Regions from separate parts of the Mus musculus genome. Here region 2 is linked to region 1. A link is a contact called in public Hi-C data. All regions are on one chromosome and are shown on one strand. Each heading gives the region's core, a stretch centred on a gene start, on an enhancer-like site or on the middle of the called end of the contact. The rest is flanking DNA. Distances are from core to core; before and after follow the strand shown. Region 1 overlaps Pla2r1 (phospholipase A2 receptor 1). Region 2 overlaps Gm33436 (a long non-coding RNA gene).

The links. Hi-C and Micro-C count contacts between places; a contact is called where the count stands out from the background.
Region 2: a Hi-C map of the N1E-115 cell line shows a contact between it and region 1, with 1.8 times the contacts expected there. The contact joins two enhancer-like sites. A contact is called at or near these places in 1 of 39 promoter capture datasets (the 3T3-L1 cell line) and 1 of 484 Hi-C or Micro-C datasets (the N1E-115 cell line).

Annotation. Positions count from the first base shown.
Region 1 is chr2:60,513,826-60,519,507 of GRCm38.p6, reverse strand. It overlaps Pla2r1 (phospholipase A2 receptor 1), which reads left to right. Exons shown (of 30, transcript NM_008867.2): 5 at 3,808-3,921; 6 at 4,462-4,602. Among named protein-coding and RNA genes, the nearest start is that of Gm13583, 34 kb to the left of the region's middle. Within about 2 kb of position 2,682, at least 12 of the 459 cell types and tissues checked have an H3K27ac peak or open chromatin away from gene starts, as enhancers often do. A contact at or near this core is called in the N1E-115 cell line, where this site is marked.
Region 2 is chr2:60,711,666-60,717,347 of GRCm38.p6, reverse strand. Gm33436 (a long non-coding RNA gene) reads right to left here. Exons shown (of 3, transcript XR_374559.3): 3 at 1-118. It also overlaps a transcript of Itgb6 not described here. Among named protein-coding and RNA genes, the nearest start is that of Gm33436, 22 kb to the right of the region's middle. Within about 2 kb of position 3,392, at least 45 of the 459 cell types and tissues checked have an H3K27ac peak or open chromatin away from gene starts, as enhancers often do. A contact at or near this core is called in the N1E-115 cell line, where this site is marked.

The DNA.
Region 1 (5,682 bases), core at 1,433-3,932:
ATAATTCTTTAATAATAATTAATAATAGAAACATTAAGAACTATCAAATTCAACTGATTTGATTGAGTTTCGGGCACAATTTTTTTTTTCTCAAATTCATCTGTAGTAATTTTAGCCTTTGAAGTTCAGCCATACAAAAAGGAAAGCAAATGGAGAAAAATATCTGCCATAGTTCTACAATTTAGGGCTAGCCATGCTCTGCCAAAGTAAGTAAATATGCGTGCAGACATACTGCAGTGGCTGCTGAGGTAAACCCCGTGACTAAGAGTAAGGAGAGGAGAGGGTTTATGGGTTTATTTCCTTGTACACTTACAGGTAGTCATCACTGAGGGAAGTCAGGGCAGGAACTTAGAGAGGGAACTGAAGCCCAAGTCATGGAGGAGTGCTGCTTCCTGGCTTTGTTTAGCCTGCTTTCATATACCACTGAACACCATCTGCCCAGGGGTGCCACCACTCACATTGGGCTGGACCCTCCCACATCAATGATGAATCCAGAGAATGCCCTACAACAATCTAATGGAGGAATGTTCTCAGTTGAGATCTCCCCCTTTTCAGATGACTCTGGCTTGTGTCAGATTGGTAACTACAACAAATAAGACCTAACCAGTAGTATCTATAGAGATCAGTACAGTATAAAAAAACAAGGAGCCTGTGTAGTCCAAGGTACTTTCCAGTACACGGACAGACAGAAGAGAGAGACTCCTCTCTGTGTCCGAGTCCTGCCACCACCACCACTGCTTGCAGGGTTACTCAAGAAGTGAGTTAGCCTCTTGACAGTTCAACTTCCCCCTTAGGAAGTGGAAATCATGATAGTAACTAGTTGGTGGTATACAATGTATCTTATAATACAGAGGAAGCCTTAGGAAACTGTCTGGTGTGCATAACAAATGGTGTGGGCTGACCACTTAACAGCTGTGTGCATAATTTTATAATCTGCTTATTTAATTTACCTGTATGTATTCCTGTTTGTAAAGATGGATATATAGTTCTGTGTTGTGGGATACGTGTGTGTGTGTGTGTGTGTGTGTGTGTGTGTGTGTGTGTGTGTGTGATGTATATATGTGAGTATGCTGATGCATCCCTGCACACACTGTTGGAGAGCAGACCCAGATGGCAGGTGCCTTTCTGCATTCCTCCCTGCCTTACTCTCCTGAGACAGAGTCTTTCACTGAACCAGCGTTTCACAGGCTCAGCTAGGTTAGCTGGCCAGTGAGATCCTGGAGTCTTCCTATATTTGCCCCAAAATGTTGAGGTCACGAGCTTACTAGACATGTCCAGCTTCTGATGTGGGTTCTGGGAAGGCAACCTCAGGCCCTCATGCTTGCAGAATGAGCACTCTTACTCACCGAGACATCTTCTCCGGCCTGCATCTCATTTTAATTATTACTGAGCAGTGTAACTTGTAGTAACATGTCACTCTCTCAATCTGCCTTTGGAGTAGGCAGATAAAATTACTTTGATATTTGTTTATCGCTGTTGCCAACCATTCCCACACATACATGTGCTGTGTCCCAGTTACTTTGTCTGTATTCTTATAATGAGGTTCACTGGATGGTGAAAGAGGCGGACTTACAGCTTTACAAAGGCAGAGACATCGTCCAGAAGGACTGAGATAAATGGATGCACAGTGCCTGTTCAACCTTCCTCCACAGCTCTGCACAAGTGGGGAATTATCGTCAAAACTAATTTGAATGAATCTTCTTGGAATAAAATGACAATTTCCCAAATCATTACTAATGTGTAATGAGTCTTGTGCAAAAGCTTGCACACCATTTATGAATTACAGTTGTTATCTATCTTAACTGCCATGGTTTCTCATGGGAGAATTTGTACCTATTCATCAAGCTTGAATAGCAATTTAAAAAAAATAAGATATGTCAATGGCTTTTATTTAAACATTTCAATTCTATAATTAGGCTTTCGGGCTTGTTTGGGAAAATAGAAGTCTATTCAGAAAGACAGAAACTGTCCTAACCAAAGTATTTTTAGTGGTGAAAGGAGTCTAATATCTCTAGCTAGTCACCAAATTGTGAGATGAAGAATTATCTAGGCTGTCACAAATGACAAGAAACATCCAAAAGAATTTAGTCCTGAGTTTGTATTCATGTGCTAAGGGTAAACTTAGTTAAAAAGGTAAGTAGACTAGGGGAGAAGGGTTGGGTTTATATTTTGTCTGACTGTTTTGTTGGGTGATATTTTGTTTTTGTTTTTGTTTCTGTGTGTGTACTTTTAAACACTAATTACACATTGTATGATCCTTCTATATGTTTTAGTAAGCACAATTGCATGATTTTGAGTACATAGAGTAATTCTAAGAATAATTAATATGTGAATTATGTTATTTACAATATCACTTCTCCATGTCCTATCAGTGAATCTTCCAATCTACCCTGGCCTCATGGGAAGGTTAACTTAAAAAGAGACTGGATATAATGTCACAAAAACTTGGATATGGAGTTCATATATAATATGTTCTATTTAGTGTTAGAGCACCTTTTACCTTTTTTTTTAAGTGTCCAGCCTCATCAAACTTCCACTGTGTATTGAAATGTCCAATGGTTGAGGACTTAATTGCTGACTTTAACTTAATTGTTGAGCAGCAGACTTAACATGTGAATACACAGAGTCCTTGTCCTGATAACCACACAGCCAAACTGAGGAGCCTGGGAGAGTAAACAGGCTGAAATGATAGGAAGGAAACAAGCCCAGACACGCACTCTCTGGATATAATCTGCCTGCAACTTTAGGCTAGGTCCCTGCATTTAGAAAGAAGACAGACAGAGAGAGAGAGAGAGAGAGAGAGAGAGAGAGAGAGAGAGAGAAACACAATAGAAACAAAGACAAAGAGAACAAGGATAGACACACACAGAGAAACACAAAAAGAGATAGAAACAAAGAGATAGGCAGAGAGATACATGGAGAGACAGTGATAAAAAGAGAGGCAAGGAGAGAGAAAGGGAAGAGAAGGTGAGGAAGGGAGTGGGTGAGATTATCTGAAGCACATGAATCAGAAGAAAGCGGTGCTCTCCTTTACAGAAGATATGTCAAAACAGCAATATCTGAGAGGACCACAGAATTAGCCATTTTCACTGAAAATTTTATTGTACAAGTAGTACACATTCATACTAGAAAAAAACCACTTATTTTCAACTTAGGCACATTAATAGAAAAACCATAATTATACAATTTCGTTGGGCACATTGCTCTGTGTTAGCATGTTAGTCCTGTTTTCTACAGTATCTGTTAAAGGCACAGGATTGGATTAACTGGGGAGATGCTGCCGTGCTGTGCCGTGTTTAGAAGCAGGGACCACAGAACCACAAAAATCCTCTTCTCAAGTGTGTGGGCCCCCAGGCTGGGTCCCCCGTGCTGAGCCTCAGAACACTGGGCTCCTGCTCTCTGATGCTTTCCTTCAGCAGCTCTGCTTCGTCTTCAGTTCACCCCAGTGTGAGCGCTTGCTTCCATTCACTCTGTGGGCGTGGCCATGGTCATCTCTGCCTCCAAAGTCTAAAACTGGAAGTGTGTGAGCTGGAGGAAGTGGGAGAGCCTCACATTCCAAACAGAGCGCCTTCGGATAGACCAGAGCGTGACATTGCTCATTGCTGTCAGTAATTCTTCAGAGCCCTGCTTTGTCTCACCAAAGCCCCAGCAAAGGGGTCATGGCATCTGTTTCTATCATAGTCTGGCATTACCTATGGCTTTATGACACGACGAAATAGTTCAAGAAAGCAGTGAAGCATCGAGTTTGACTTTCTTTTAGTGTTGTCTATTCGCTTTCCTGTTGAAATGCCGTGATTTTCTTTTCAGAGCACTTGAGCAAGGTAGTCAAGGAAGTGTGGATTGGTTTGAACCAGCTGGATGAGAAGGCTGGCTGGCAGTGGTCTGATGGAACACCACTCAGCTACCTGAACTGGAGCCAAGGTACCCGCAGCACCTTATCTACCTTCAACATGCTGGGATATGCTGCAGACTTAGACATTGCAGTCCCACAAAAATATTTTATTCTGAGAGAGGTTAATGTTTACCTCCTTGGGTCAGGTTCTCCTGTGTTACCCAAGCAAGCCTAGACCTCTCAGTTCTTCTGCCTTGACCTCTCAAGTGCTGGGATTGCAGGTGTATGCCACCACACCTAGGGGTTTATAAATACTGTTTTATTCTTCCTGGCTTCCTACAAGGCGAGTTTTGTAGAAGGCAGAAGCCAGAAAGATAATCTATTTAGCTAACATCCTGGGGCTATGGGAGGGGGGGGATGTCAAAGATAGACTGCCATTTTCAAAATAGCAACAAATTGCAAAATATTTCCTCTGCTTTGATACAACCAAAGTAGTTCTCTAGTCAGATCTAGACTTGAACTTCAAAATCACAGACAATTATAGTGAGTGTCCTGTAGGGGGCGCTACAGAGGCAAAGAGAAGGGCTACCTTCTGTGCTGCAAGCATTTCTGTGTGTATTGATTTTCAGAGATAACTCCTGGGCCATTTGTTGAGCATCACTGTGGAACCCTGGAGGTTGTTTCAGCTGCCTGGAGGAGCAGGGACTGCGAGTCCACCTTGCCTTATATATGCAAACGGGATCTAAACCACACTGCGCAGGGAATCCTGGGTAAGTGCTCCTCCAGTCATCCTTTGGTTGTTGACATGTCCCCTCCACGCCTTCAAATTTCTCTGTTTTTGTAAATAATTCATAATTAGGGCTTGGAAAATTCAGGTTGGTGGCTATGTGAATAAAAATGTGTAAGTGACCCCGGCCATCCTGAAGTACCATGCCTACCACAAATGCTCAAAACCAGAGCAAAAGGACATTAGCCGAGTCAACATTCCTGTCCTTGCTCTTCCATCAATCCATATCAGAAAACCAACGTGTGCTTTCTTGTATAGTTTTGAGTTTTATTTGAGGGATTCCTCAAACTTAAAGGTAAAAGAGAATATCTTAGCAGTACATTTATTATGCTGATTTTCTTTGTTTTTCTTTTTGTTCGCTTTTTAACATAATACCTGTACAAAATTATGGAGTGCGATGTGCTTTGCTCCATGTGTGTTGTGCAATGATCAGCATAGCCATTGCTTCAAACATTATCATTTCTTTGTGAAGAAACCATTCCAATGCCTCTCTTAAGGCTATTTCAACATATTACAGTGCACCGTTTAGACTCTGGTCACCTGGTATGCAACAGAACTCCAGACCTCTACTGAAGTATTTTCATGTTTCTGCCACATTTCAAATTTCCTATTAGTAATGTGCTATCCCCACTAAAATAATGAACAAAATTTGGGTTATAATTAAAACAAATAATTCCTAGTTATAATCTACTCCAAGCCTATCATCGTCACTCGTTATTCATCTGTGAGTATGAGTGAGTACTGACAGATGTGTTGACAGTGATCAGTTTATGTTTTTGTACAAGACGTATACACTTGGCGTATGTGCGCGTGTGTATGGGCGTGTATGCCCATGTGAACATGCTGAGGCCAGAGGACATCAGCTATCCTGCTCTCTCACTTTCCGCCTCTTTCCCCTGAGACTGTGTCTCTTACTGAACCTGGAGATAGACTAGTAGCCAGCAAGCCTCAATAATAATCCTCTCTCTGCAGTCTCCTCCCACACTAGGATTTTAAGACTCATGCCTGACTTTTTACACGGGCTCTGGGGGATTTGAACTCACATACTCTGGCTTGCACAGCA
Region 2 (5,682 bases), core at 2,143-4,642, 200 kb before region 1:
TATGTCATGCTAGGGATTCTATCCATATCCCCGGCTGGCTCTTCTCCATTCCTTTGTGGAAGACTGGAGTCAGACATCTGCAGGAGCATCCGTTGACTGCTTCAAGGGGAGCTGCAGTCTGGAAGAAATTTCAGGGTTCAGGGCTCAAGTCTAGGAGGAAAGGTCAATTTTGCTATTTAGAACCAGGGCATTCTGCCTAACTTAACTGTGGGGCAAAGCTTCAAATAGACTTGGGATTAGAAATTTGGGCATCTAATTCAGACTTGTATGTCAGGGAGGCTTACCCCAGGGTCTCAGCTCCGACCTCTGAACATCCTCTAATTCTGAGAGGCAATTTTAGTAACGATCCAGTGTACGGATTGTAATTGTACCCACTGTAGTGTCCTTTTCCCCTCCTGAGAACAATTACTTATGACTCCAAAAGGAACTATCACAGGGGCCTTCTGACCAAAGGATATTGTGAAAAAAGCTGCATCTGTGGGCTGGGTCCAGGTCTAGGTCCTACCTTTTAATGACTGTGTGAAACTAGGCAAGTACCTTGACCTATGGGGCCCTTTCCTTCTTTTTCTCAAATTAAGGAAAGTTATTCATTAAGAAAAAAGGTGCAAATCTCTTGTAAGATATTAACAGGGCTGAGGGCTAAAGAGATGGCTCAGCAGTTAATAGCACACAGTTACTGCTCTGCCAGAGAACCCAAGGTCCCTAGTGCCCACATGAGATGGTTCACAAGTGCCTATAACTCTACTTCCAGGGGATTTGACCCCCCTCTGGCCTGTCCAGAATATGCATGCACATCATGTGTTTAAATTAACACAGGCATATATGCATAAATAGAAATAAGAAATTAATTTCAAATGGCTGAATTAGATATGGGGCTCTAGCCTGTGGCTCATTGCTCTAACAGAATAGCTGGAGGCAAGCAATCTATAAAGGAAAGAAGTTGATTTTGACTCCTACTTCTGGAAGTCCAAACAGATGCTGTGGATATCTGTTTAGCTTCTTGTGAGGCTCTCACGATGTTCCAAACATGTCACTTAAACTGACACAAGGCGGGGAAGGTAGGGCACAGACAGCATCACCACCGACTTTGCAACTGCCTACCCAAGATGACTGGTGAATTCTTAGGACCCACTTTAATCCCTTCGAGACAGTAGTGCCCTGTGACCTGACCACCTCTCTTTAAGGCCCCCACCGCCTCTCTATACCAGTATGCTGACAACAAAACTTTAACCTGAGTTTAGATTGGGACAACCATATCTAAACCACAGTGATATCACGACGCAGGAGAGGACTGGCCGGAGTGACCCCACGAGCATCTGCAGACTCAGGGCTAGAGCCTGGGTGTAGCGACAACATCTCCTCCCCACCCGCAACCTCAGCAGCAGCTGGCTGGTGACTCTCCTCGGCTCAGGCTTACTCATTTGACAGACAACCTGAAGCAGAGCACAGAGCACGGCAGCTTAGCTCTGCCTCTCAGGGCCCTTGTCTGTGTACGCTTCGGCTTGGACCAGGTTTTTATTGAACTCTTAGAAACGTATAGGCATACGCCAGGGCTTGCCTGGCATTCTTCAATAGAAAGGATATAGGAAGGGAATCTATGGGGGCTTGGCATGGAGGTAGCAGGCAATGCTGCCCTTCCTGCATCTCTACCCAAAGCACTCTGCAGGAGCCTGGCCGGGACACTGGTACATGATCCTCCTAAATGCCTTTGAATGCATCTTCTCTCTCTCCCCTACCCCCTCCCCTCCCTCTCCCCCTCTCTCCCCCTCCTCCTCCCCTCCCTCTCTCCCCCTCCCCCTCTCTGTCTCTCTATCCCTCCCCCACTCTTCCTGTCACATCCCTGAGCATCACTCCCTAAAGCCCTTCACTCTGAGGACTGAGGAAGAAGAGTATGCACCCTTAGCGACATTGCTGAGGAACCTTACTCTAGAATAGCCTCATTAGTCTTACCCTTCCTACCAGAAGCCACTGGGAAAGGCAAACCACTCCAAGTACCATTTAATGCAGAGCACATGGTGTGCTTTAATGCATTTGGTAGCCAAAGGAAACAAAAATGCTCCATTCATCGTTTGGGCAGCCTTCACAAGGTGCTTGTGCGTGCACGCGGGGTTAACACGCACAGGCTTCACACAGACCTCAGATACTCTGAAGTGTGCCAGCCAACTCCTCCACTCTGTGAATACTTACTGAACTGGCAATTGTGTCTTAGGTTCTGGGAATACAGCAGCAAACAAAACAGATGTGAATCTTGGCTTGGGAGTTTGCAGTCTAAAGGGAGGAGGCTGAGGCTGAACAATAGACACGATAAATAAGGGGAATACAGGGTGAGCTACAGAACGAGAGAGGAACACACAGCAGGACAGGAATGGGGAGAGGACTCTCCTTTACAGGGCATATGCTCATTAAAGTGACTTCTAAGCAACGGGTAAAAGGTAGAGAATGCCCGTGGCTGGGGAATATTTCACTTAGCCAGTGCAGAGGCCCTGATGCACAGGAAACGCAAAGGGTTAATGGACAAAGACAGAAAAATGAGGGTTTTGAGAGAACAGTGGCCAGACGGGTAGGCCCTCGGAGACTGATGTATAAAGTCTGCATTCTTCTCCAGGGCTCTAGGAACACACAGTGACACAACCCGACCTAGGGTTTAACAGGGCTCCACTTTGGCATTTGTGGTGAATTTCATTGTAGTTCAGATGAGACCACAAGATCACTTGCATTGATAACAGCCACTTCTGCTTCCTTCCTGGAAGTAACTCAGGATTGTTAGTCTTGGTCAGTTCCCGCTTAACTCTGCTGTGTCCCCTTGTCACACATCTCTGTCTCCCAGGAGCAAAGTCCCTTTATCGCATCCCCGTGGATCTCAGCATAGAGATGGCCAGAGAAGATGAGTCCCCTCGTTCCCCTGCAGACTCCCAAGAACTCAGCCTTCACCTAGCAAGATGCATTAGCACTAATTAATGAGCTCCTTTCAGTGTCTCTTCCCTGTGATTAATTCTGGGTCAGAGACAGAAAGCCCGTTCCATTATGGTTCTTTTAAAAAATTATTATTATTCAGGCTTCTAATACTGGCATGAACTGCGGGTGAATTTCTGAAGTCATGTTCCCTGGCTGTCACAACGAGTAATAGGAAAATTCAATTTATAAAAAAAATTAGGCGAGGCAGCAGAGGCATGCTTTTCGGTCTAGAACAAAGAAGATCAATCCTGGCACAATGGCAGCATGACATTTGTGGACTTTGAAGATTCCAGGCTTCCTCTTCATTAATTAGAGAGAATCAAGAGTTCTGCTGGTTAATTATTTGCAGAAAATCGTGCGCTGCAAAAGCAGATGCCAACTCACGGCTGCTCCAGCCAGCTGCAGCTCCCCCATGGTAATTAAGTACTGTGTCAGCCCCTGGCTACATCATCTCGTTGGCAACTGTACACTCAGATGGCCACTACCATCTAACACCCACCCCAGCCCCAATCGGGCAGAAGTGTGGTCATATGCTAGATTTTCTAACACAGAGTTATCAAGAGGTTAATAGTGCTCTGGGGGGGGGGGGGGTGCCCCCCCCCCACAGGTAGATCTTTCAAACACTAGCTACCACAATAGTTGAAAGCTCTGAGTCACCTACTCTCTTAAAGAGTATGTGTAGTGGGTCAAGAGATACTCCCATGTTAGGGCCAGTGAGTTCTCTTGCAGTGTAACACTGATAATAAATACATTGTGTTTCTAGTTTATAACTTAAATTCACAGTGATATATTGATACTAAAAGCTAGGGTCCTTTTCAGTTGCAAGGTAATAAATGCCCACAACATCAACAGGAAGCAATGTGGAAGCAGGTAAGGTACAAATAGTATTTTTTTTTTCTGTGAGCCTTTGGATCCCAGCCTCCTGAAATACAGGGGTGTCTTTCTAGACAGGTTTGAAGCAGTTTTCCCACTACTCAGACACTGACAGACAGGGCAGACACACAGCCACACTGCTTTTCTGTTAGCCCTCCTCAGCTTCTCTGGGTCCCCAAACCCAGCAGCAGATGCAGCATCAGACTCCAGGCCCAGCTTTGGAGTCTTGTTTATGGCTCTGACCATGTGGTGTAGAAATGCAGGGACACTGGCATCTGCCTGTATGATTTGAACTAGAGAACAAGAGGTGTACAAATGCAGTAATACGACTGTTGGGTGAGCACTGTGGCCAGGAGGCCAGTCTTTTATTAGAGCACACATAATGTTGGGAAGAGCACGGAAGGACAGTAACCTCAGAAAAGCCACCAGTGCTGTTCAAGGGAACAGATGCTTTCTGTCCACGTGCACCTGCTGGGGAAACAACCAGGATACAATGTTACCACTCTAGAAATAGACTGCGCCTAACTCAGCCCAAGCCCAGCCGGAGCATATTTATCACCACCAAGGCAGCAGACAACCCAGAGCCAAAACACTTATCTGTCTTCTCCATCAGTTTCTTGGAGGAATTTATCCAAAGGACCTCAAAGCTAGATCTAGACTGACCAGGGTATTTGATTGGCATTTGGAACCCTCTGACAATGAGGCGAGTAGCTGTCTTGCACGGTTTTCCCCAACGACCCAAATTGCCTGGGGTGTTTTGACATATGTAGTCAAAAAGACACTTGGGTCATTTCACAGCCCAGTTATTGAAAGTATTTTAAACTCTTTCTGCAGGCAACTAAGGTTGAAGGTTAACCTGGCCGACCTCAGATGTGTTCTTAAGTTACTCATCTCATCCAAAATAGAAGTTTGTAACATGCTCTGTCTACTGGACTGTTTCTCCGATTAGAGAAGTCTCTGTGTGTGAGGGGTGGGTGTTGAGAGAGGTGGAGGAAGGTGCTGGTGGTGTTCTGATGGCCCGCAGGATGCTGGAAGTGGCATGGTGTGAGCCCTGTTATTCTGTTCCTTAGCACTTTGGTGTGGTATCTGCTCAGGACTGGGCTGTTTGTTGGTAGTGTTTTTTGTGACACAGGGCATGATTCTTAGCTTAATGTGTTCACTCGGCTGGGCCAGAACACCCAGTTATTTCTTTAAACCCTGATCCAGATATTCCTGAGAGGTACTGTGTAGCTGTTACTGACATCTGCTATCAGCTAGTTTTAAAGATTGCTCTTGATAGCCTGGCTGGCTCACATTCCTTCAATCAGCTCAGGCCTTTAAAGCAAAAAAAGAAATCCAGACTCAAATCCATAGCACTAGCCCTGGTATTCCAAGCTTTCTAGGCCCCTAAGGAGTTTGGATTGGCCAGCCTCAAGAATTGGATGAGCCAATACTTTAAAACAAAACAAAACAAACAAACCCAAAACACCGGACAAACAACAACAAAACAACCACCACCACTACCCCACAGGCCTCTGTGTGTCTTGTGTATCTAAATTCACCCATTATCTGTAAGAGAGCCCTGCTATGTGTGGATAAACCCTGCAAGTCACTCATCCCCTGATCTATGTGCAGGGCGGTGTGCTAAGTGCTAGGTGTAATGACTGAACAGGCAGTCCCTGGTCTCAGGCAGTGCCTTAAGGCAGGGCAACAGAAGAGCCAGGTGTCCTGAGTACGAAGGCTCTGTGATGCTGAACGATGAGGAAGCAAGACCAGAGTACCAGGAGAAACACACCCTTGAGAGGAAAAAGCTGTCTTATCCACCTTATCTGCAGGTGACTTTCTTCAGAATTCCCCTTTCTGGTGTGAGAACAT